Regions from separate parts of the Mus musculus genome. Here region 1 is linked to region 2. A link is a contact called in public HiChIP or PLAC-seq data. All regions are on one chromosome and are shown on one strand. The core of a region is the stretch at or near the end of the contact, and the rest is flanking DNA. Distances in the headings are between cores, read along the strand shown. Region 1 holds the start of Ccr9 (chemokine (C-C motif) receptor 9). Region 2 has its middle 16 kb from the start of Lztfl1.

Region 1 (4,387 bases), core at 1,164-3,663, 33 kb before region 2:
CCGGAGGGGAAGAAGAACTAGGAAAGCCCACATATGACAAAACACACAGAGAGGGAAGGAACCATGAAACTCCCAGGACTGAGCAGACGTCGACTCCACACTGACCTGCTCTTCACTCTCCTTACGACCTCCTGACAGCAGAGTCTATCTAGATGACAGGCCAGACTGCTGGGAGAGCACTGGACCAGATACCATAGCTCCTCTGCCTTTGATTAATCCTTTCTGTCAGTGAGGCTTGGCAACAAGAGTCCTCTCGGAGCCTGGATTTCTCAGTTAGGAAATGGGGCAATGACAGTCCCTCCTGGTCCCAGGACTGCATGGACAATGGAGAAGCAGGCTATGCAAATGCTCTGTTCAGAATATGGCTTTGTGAGAGCTGAGATCACCTTCATCTCACAGCGGTGGCTAGGTGTGCTGCATACTAGCTAGGTGTAAGCACTATGTGTGAGAATTCACACCCCCAAGGAGCTCACATGCAAGCTCAGTGGGGAGGTTAAGGCTGGAAATGACACAAAAGCAATGTCCTGAGAGGTTATGGGAAAGGAAAAGTGAATCCTCCTTTCAACACCAGGGTATGAATAGAAGGGCTTCACTGAGAAAGTAACTCTTGCTGACCCTGGAGGTTTGAAGGGTGTAGAATCATGGGATGAGGTGAGGAAACATTGCTCTGTGGTAGGAAAAATTCATCAGCTAAGACATGAAACCTGAAAGCATAATGTTCAGGAGACAGAGGAAAGCTGCTCGTTCTACAGAAGTGAAAACTGCCTATGAGGTAGGTCAGTCTAAAACTATCCTTACTCTGCCATTACTTTCCTATTCTGTTTCCCTTAAGAAACTAACAGAAAAATCAGATAGAGATGGCTTGTCACTGCCTATATCACATCCAGTGCTACTACCAATCATAGTAGGTCACACTGTGAACAGGAGCTATGAACCCAGGTCTATACTTTGACCTTTGTCCTACTTGGTACTCATGAGTTGAATCATTTTAGCGTGTGTGTGTGTGTGTGTGTGTGTGTGTGTAGCTCTAGGACTCTGAGTCATCTACCATCAGACCTATTCACAAAGTCTGAGTCAGGAGCTCACTTCCCTGGGACCTGTGAGCATGAGTCTACAGTATTGATAAGAATGGACAGAAATTGGAAGAAGAGGGCTCTGAAACTCCAGATGCTGGAATGACCATTATTTTGGATTGTTTGGCAAAGAGGCTAAAGAGACAGATTCCCTTGGTAGTGGTTGCCTGCAGGTCCAGATCACTAGCTCAGCAACAGTTGCTATGACCTACTGGCTGGCTATAGAGCAGGCTAATTAAGAACTGAAGAATGAGAGTGTGGAGGTCATGGAGAGATGGCTCAGCAACTAAGAACAGATATAATACGTGTCTTGAAGAGGACCTAAGTATGAATTTCAGCTATGTTAGAAGACTCACACAGTCATCAGTACTTCAAGCACCGGTTCTCACATGTGCACATGCGTAATTAAAAGTATAATAAATCTTTAAATTCTTTTTAGAACAGAAGAATGTGGACATGTTGTAAAAGAAAGGGCATGCCAATTTTCTATGGATGGGTCGTTTGAAATAACTTGGCTTCTTTTCTGATCAACAAAGAATATTTTCACAATGCACAAAAAGATCCAAAACTTCAAACACACACACACTCTCTCTCTTTATAAATATAAACGAGGGAAAAATACAAAGTCAAGTATCACTTTCCAGTTTAGCCATTGTTAGATTTCTGAGCCGTGTCTTCGTACTGTCCCTTTAATAGCACATAAACATGTACCAGTGCGAAGGGAATCACACCACACATAGTTTTATAAATATATATGTTTTAGTCTGTCTTTCCTGGGCCACACTTCATGTACTGAGCACAGAGTTTGACATGGAGTTAAACAACTGAGCACTTCATTGTCTAACGAACCATAGTCTACTGCACTCCTGTCAAGTTTTTGGTCCCCAAGGTTTCTCTGCTATAAAAGTCCTTTCTGTGGCCAGTCTCTCAGACCCAAGGTTGTCACCCTTCTCAGACTTTTGGAAACCCCCTTGCTACCTGTCCCAACACTGTTTCTCCTCCCTTGAAGGTACAAATCACAAACAATGCTATTGAGCTTGACCTTCACTGTGTTCCGAGAGGGAGACTCTTCATTCACCCTACAAGAAGCCTGAGCCATACTGGAACTTTCTAGCAAAGAGCATGGTACACATGACATCTGAACAGATGAGTGCACTCATGGGATATAGATGCGTTGGTGGCAGCATATAGCCAAGTACACAGGTGATGTCTAAGGCACAGAAGAAGGGAAGGATCTACTCACCAGGAGGGGAAGTGCAGAGTCTGGGTCTGTAGGGAGAGGACCACTGCAGCTGCCTGGGATGAGAAGGCTTCTGTGGGTTCTGAGCAGACAGCTATCCGCTAAAACACACCAAAAAGGAAGCCAGGCCACCTCTGCCTGTGTTGTCACTGGCGGAGTAACCCAGAAGGGTGGGGAGCCACCTGCTGCAGATTCTAGTAACACACATCTATCATTTGCAGCCAGAAATGCAAAGCTAAGGACCACCAGGGTTAAGGATTAACCATCTTCAGTGTGGACAATGTACACACAGAGTCTAAGAGCAAATTGTCTTCTTAGGCCCCCGATACAGGAGCCGGAGACATGGGGAGTCCTGGCCAGAGGCACACATTTATAAGAACAAGTATATGTGAGGTACTACCTCTATACTGTCTATCAAGATGTGTCCTTTGAGGCCTTGAGAGACCTGTGTTGCCCAGTTCTATAGCTACCAGCCAAATGTTCCCACTGAAATGGAAACTATAATGGGGAGCACCTCTGCAGTGACACTCAACACATGCACCCATGGCTGCTACAGATGACGGATAGTACAGATGCCTAACATTTATGACATGGCAGAGCACTCTGCGGATGCTGTTACCTCAGAAAGTTCTGTATGTGATAGGCAGCTTGGAACAGATTATGAAGGACCAAGGACACCTTAAATTCAGAAAAGTTTTACACATATGTTAACATTGAGAGCTAAAGTGTCTTTATGAATCACAGGTGTTTCAGTAAAGTTTTGAAAAGTCTCAACATGCAAATGTTATATTTTTTATAGAAACTCACAGGTGATATCTTCTTAAAGGGCCACAGTTATAGTGAAGATTCCCTGTTGTCATCATTTTTTTAAAACTCCTTTTTATATTTGAAATATACAAATCACAGCTCATTCTAGAAGACTAATTTCCTCTTGATGTGTTTAGCATCCTGTGCACTAAGTGCAGTGTTACTCCCAGACATATAGCCCAGCAATCACCCCCTCCTAGTACAGAACAAAGAGATTTCATGATTTGTCCTAATTTATATCTCAGTGGCAAAAGGTTAATAAGCATAGGAAAGGCTGAAAGACCTGAGTAGTAAGAATGAAAGATGCAATTGATTCATCACCTCCAGGGAACCATGGTGTGAGTAAGCCAAGAAATTCCCTTCCCTCAACCCACATTCATGTGCATAACTAGTGTACTACCAGTCTCTGACAGTGTCCAATGCTGTGTCAATTACTGAGAGAAAAGAAGGGAGCAGCAGGAAGAGCATGCTCTAGGCCCTGACCTTCTGGCCACCTTTAGGCAGAGATAGCAGTGAACTTGCTGTTTGCCTTGTGCCTGGAAAGCCTCCTGGAGGGAGAGACTAGAATTGTTAAGACTTCCTTCTCTGAGACCTGTCTCTTCCCCGAGTTAGAGTATGGCAAGGAACCAGTGCAAGTACATCAGAAAGCCAGAAGAGGTGGTTCAAAGATGGAAGGAGATGGATGCAGTGAGGAATAAAAGTCAGACCCCTTCCTCCACATGGGCCCCACGGTCTAAGAGAAAGCAAATCTGAAGAGGTCCTACTCTCACTCACAACAACCCTCTTCTTGGACATATTGAAGAGGCTGGGGAGTCAGGAAAAGGCAAGGACATCCCAGAGAGAGTTTCTGGACTCTCAAAGGAACCCAGGGCCACTGAGGTGCCTCTTTAGTTGTCTAGTTTGGTTCATCCCTTGCAAGAAAAGCTCCATCCTTTCAGTGTCTTTGCTGGACTTCTGCATTGGCCATTAGAATTCAGAACTGGGTGACAGTAGGATGCTGGTGACCCCCTTTCATCCTGCCTAAGATGGGCTCTAGAAAGCAGAACACCGTGTCCTCAGTAACCAGGCCAGCTATTAGTACCAGTAACTGATGGTCTCTAGTGAATAACTGGAATCCAGAATTGCTGTCTACAAGTCCCAGTATCTATAACAGAAACTGACATTGGCCTTGCTGCTGAAGCCAATAGACTCATCTGATCCTCCTTTGCTCCTTCTCATAAACTGTGTTCTGGAGTTGTCTCTAGCAGAAAAGAAAAGTCTGCTTCAG
Region 2 (4,387 bases), core at 594-3,093:
TGTGTTCACTTACGATGGCATCTTTGAATCACTGGGTTCAGAATCAATTGAAGAACTTGTTAGCATCCCAATTTCTACACACTGATCCAAATTCTCAAGTGTGAGGTGGAAGAAAGTGCATCGTATCCAGCTACCCAGATCTGTACTGCTCTCAACCTTGGCCAGAGAAGCTTTTTACTGCTGTGGGTAGCAGTTAATGAAGAGATTCATATAGCTGGTCAAAGTGCTCAGAGTAAGTGACTGTAAGCACTCATCCATAGATGGGACCTCTGTATCAATCTCCCATCATCCACAGCTCGGGGATCACTGAAGAAGAGGAGACAGGATGCTAAGTGTCAGAGGAAGTAGATGATTGCAGCAAAACTTGTCTTCTGTTCCTGACATGATAGTTGCACATATGAACACATGCTAACTGTAGTTATCTGCACAAGGCCTGCATAAAATCATGCTAGTAAAAGATTCCAAGATGGAGGCAGAAGAGGCTCCTGAGGCCTAAGATCAGCTGAGTAGGTATTGGCAATTAGTGCCTTCTCTGGGATACAGAGTAGCTTTCCTTTACAGGGTAGCCACTAGCAGATTGCCCATGTCCCAGTAAACCTCCCAACAGCTATGTGCACTTGGACACCAGTGAGGACTTAGTGGTTTATAAAAAGAAGACTTGAAGCTAGAAGGGATATGTATTGGGGCGGAGAACCAGGTGAAGTAGGTGAGAAAGAGTCAAGATTGAGTGCAATCAAGATCCATTGCATACATCTATGACATTTCGAAAGAATACAAAAAAAGGCAGTGTATTCTGATAGGGATTAAGTTAAATCTATAGGTAGTTTTTGTTAGTATTGACATCTTAATAATAATAAGTCATTCAATCCATGAAAAAAAAAAACAAAAAACAAACAAAAAGAAATATCGTTCCCACTCAAAAGGCATTAAATATATCTCCATGTACATTGCATGATGTCAGAGTTGATATAAGCTTCCTCAGATAAGTTTCTGTCTTTTTCTTTTAGGAGTATCTTTGTGGAGCTATGAATTATACACTCAGCAAATGTCTCTTTATTGGAGTATTCTTGGATCCCATGATAATATTTTTCTCACCAGACTCCAATACAGACAAAACTGAGTTCACATAAAACCAAATTTCAGAACAAGGGAGGATCCAAGTATAATACAAAGCATTCTGGAAAGAGGAAGCATGCCTTTCTCACAACACAATGGTCAAATCAACTAGCAGGGTATCCGTTGTGTTTTATAAAATGAAAGAGAAGCCAGGGATATGTTTGGTGGAAGTGCAGTATGATGTGGGGAAACGGGGTGCCTCTGTGGGCCATTGCTGAGGTATCCCTTCCCCCTGAGAATAGTTTATTTAGGGCATATGGATGGGAGTTGAGGGGGCAACAGAGACAGAGAAAAGGAGAGATAGAGACAGAGACAGAGACAGGAGGAGGAGGAGCAGGGGAAGGAGAGGAGAGGAGAGGAATAGAGGAGTAGAGGCCGGCCATGAGCACGTGGAGAGAAAGGGGGAGGGGAATGGGGAGAGAGTGGTAAGAAGGTAAGGAAACAAGAGCAAGAGGAAAAGAGGGCAAGAGAGAGAGGAGGGGCAAGCAGCCCCTTTTATAGTGAGTCAGGCATACCTGACTGTTGCCAGACAACTATGAGGTGGAGCCTAGGTGAAATGCCAACAGTATCCATCTCGTGTGTGTGTGTGTGTGTGTGTGTGTGTGTGTGTGTGTGTGTGTGTGTGTGTGAGTGTGTGTGTGTGTGTTCTGCCTGCATCAAGATACAAGAGAATTCCCCCTCTGAAGGAAGGCTGCAGGCCATGCTGGGCATCCTTCCTAACCGCCAGTGACTGTACAAGCAACAAGTAGAGAATCTTAAGCCTGAGTTCAAAGGCATTGATTGGCCCACACTTTAAGAAGTTTCCAAGCCACAAAAACCATTTTTTTCCTTAGTGGCAGTTTGATCAGGTCTAGCCTTTCTTCGTTCCCATATGTCAAAATAGTAAAAACCAGAGAAGCAGTATTCCTTCTAGATAATTCCTCTAGTAAGATAGTGTTTCTTCACTGTGGCTTGAGGGGAAAACACTGCCCAGACCCAATATCATCGTTAAAAGACCAGAATCTTGTATCTTCCACACCCTGCATGATACCATAATGGGTTTCAGTTTGACTGTCTTGTATCACCTCTGTTCCCCTCCCTAAGGAGGTATGCCTGAAGAGAGATCACAGCACCATAGCACCTCACTTTGTACACAGCTCAGGTCTGTCTATCAGTCACCCTGGAGCAAAATTGAAGCATTCTCTGGCTCTTCTATGCATTTCTGGTATTACAGATGGAGGATTTGGAGGCTAACATGAATTTGTGAGTTTCTTCAAAGGAAAATCAATCCATAGAATCAGTGTGCTTAGGCTTATTACTCACTTTGGCTCTCAAGAGCAGGTACCCATCTATCTCACTATTGTGACCCTGAGCCTTAGCTGGTGCCTGGCATGCATATCACATATACAGTGTGCATTTGCTGGACAAATTAACAAACTTGGTCACCTAAACTTCATAATCAGCCATGTGTGATATTTATATCTTCAATCAAAAAGTGAGCTCCATAACAAAGATAATAACCATCAGATGGGAAATCCAACATCTGCTGTTCTTGTGGAGAATCCACATTTGGTTCCCAGAACTCAAAAAGCAAAATGCAAGCATCTGTAAGCCCAGTTCCAGGGGATCCAATGTCCTCTCCTGGCCTCAGAAGGTACGACCCATACATGTGATACAAATACGTATATGCAGGCAAACACTTATACCCATAAAATAAAAATTAAGAAGTATTTCAACCATAGCACAGAACTTTAGGCTAGCCACAAAAGGGGGAACTTTATATAGAACACATTTATAACAAGCTGAGCACTTCCCTGCCAGCTTTCAGCTTCTATGAGCAGGTTTCTTTTTTAGGTAAAAGATGAGTAAATTCTTTCAATTGGTTATACAGAAAGATGCGATTCACAAAGCCTTAGAAAGTCGTGGACCTTAAACCAGTTGCCTGTTTTAGTTTGTACTGAAAAAAAAAAATGGTGAGAGTTTTTGTTCTCAGCAATGTGCCTACTGGTTTTTGATTTTGCCTCTGGCATCAGTGTAAAAACACATGCATAAATATACCTTTGTATGCACAATACATGCAAACCAACTCTTTTAGTGCCAGCAATCTATCCTTCATCTTTCCTCTGCACACATCCAATGATCTTTCTCTTAGACTAGCAGAACATCTTCTAGTTACCAGGCAGGTATACCTGGCTAGCTTCTGACCCAGAATAGACAACCAGGCAGCAAAACACAAAGCTTAGGACTTCCTAGAGCTTTGTATCTGAACTACAGTTTTTAGTTTTACTCATAATCTACCCTCTCTCTTCACATTAAAAATAAATCCCTTCTTAAACTTTTGCCCTCTGAAGTTTCTGTCTCTGTCAGGGTTTTGTCCTTTCATTTTGAGTCTTTCAAAACAACTCCAGTGCCCACAAGCACTCTCAGTGCTGACATTGGCCTTGGGTAAGCCCCACTCCCCAGGCTTGTTTTTATTTCTGGAAGTTGTCCTTGCCTTCACACTGAAAACACTTCACACATAGCAGTGTGCTGGGCCCTGGTCAGATTTGTCACTTTCTTTAATATCTTGTCTCTAAAAAAATCATCTCCAGTAAAAGCACAGAAGAAATAGGCTCAAAGGAGAGGCAAGTGTAAACATGCTGGCAATGGACTTCTCTGGAATTGGCTGGGGAGACCTAACTTGAAAATCTCTCCTAACAGCAGAAGAAAACTAGTGATTTTCAAGATTAAAGTGAGAAAATCACCACTGGTTCCTATGGAGTGAGTAGTTCAGCCACTCCTTGTTTCCTGCACAGACCCTGAGAACTGAGTCCCCTTGCTATGCCATCGCAGCAGAGCAGGTAAAAACAGCACTCCCTCCAAGCCTAGTGTGACCCCAGCAGGCCATGTGACCCTAGTGTGACCCACTCTTAAGAGACTATGTTTCAGGACTGAAGAGATGGTTCAGTGGTTAAGAGCACTGGCTGTTCTTCCAAAAGACCTTGATCCAATTCCCAGCACCTACATGGAATCTCACACTGTCTGGGGATCTGACATTCTCACGTGGACATACATACATACAGAACACCCATGTACATAAAATAAAAATAAATAAATCATATAAAAAGAGAAAGAAAGAGACTTTTTGGTACACTCTGAAAATCTGGGTTCTCTCACTAAAATATCTGATTCTAATTGTTCTGACAAAATATAAAGTAATGAAAGATTTTGTAAGGAAGAGAAAAAAATGCATTCTGAAAAAACATTACACCCCTACTAAAAGAAAAGTGGTTCTTTCACATTTGCGGATGCT

The links. HiChIP or PLAC-seq counts read pairs in DNA pulled down with a chosen protein or histone mark.
Region 1: a contact with region 2 is called in a BATF HiChIP or PLAC-seq map of CD8 T cells, with 13 read pairs. The contact joins the promoter of Ccr9 here to the enhancer-like site in region 2. A contact is called at or near these places in 1 of 39 promoter capture datasets (macrophages), 1 of 15 datasets of contacts at CTCF or cohesin (CD8 T cells), 36 of 484 Hi-C or Micro-C datasets (2-cell-like embryonic stem cells, the AML12 cell line, B cells and 21 more), 12 of 115 datasets of contacts at active chromatin or transcription factors (CD8 T cells, the HPC-7 cell line, the SCID.adh cell line and 7 more) and 5 of 9 other capture datasets (adipose tissue, embryonic stem cells, liver and 2 more).

Annotation. Positions count from the first base shown.
Region 1 is chr9:123,765,237-123,769,623 of GRCm38.p6, reverse strand. Ccr9 (chemokine (C-C motif) receptor 9) reads right to left here and starts at 2,413. Exons shown (of 3, transcript NM_009913.6): 1 at 2,317-2,413. Gm17021 (a long non-coding RNA gene) reads left to right here. Exons shown (of 2, transcript XR_380030.3): 2 at 1-4,387.
Region 2 is chr9:123,731,812-123,736,198 of GRCm38.p6, reverse strand. No RefSeq gene overlaps it. Among named protein-coding and RNA genes, the nearest start is that of Lztfl1, 16 kb to the right of the region's middle. Within about 2 kb of position 1,843, at least 11 of the 459 cell types and tissues checked have an H3K27ac peak or open chromatin away from gene starts, as enhancers often do. A contact at or near this core is called in CD8 T cells, the SCID.adh cell line, Th1 cells and 1 more, where this site is marked.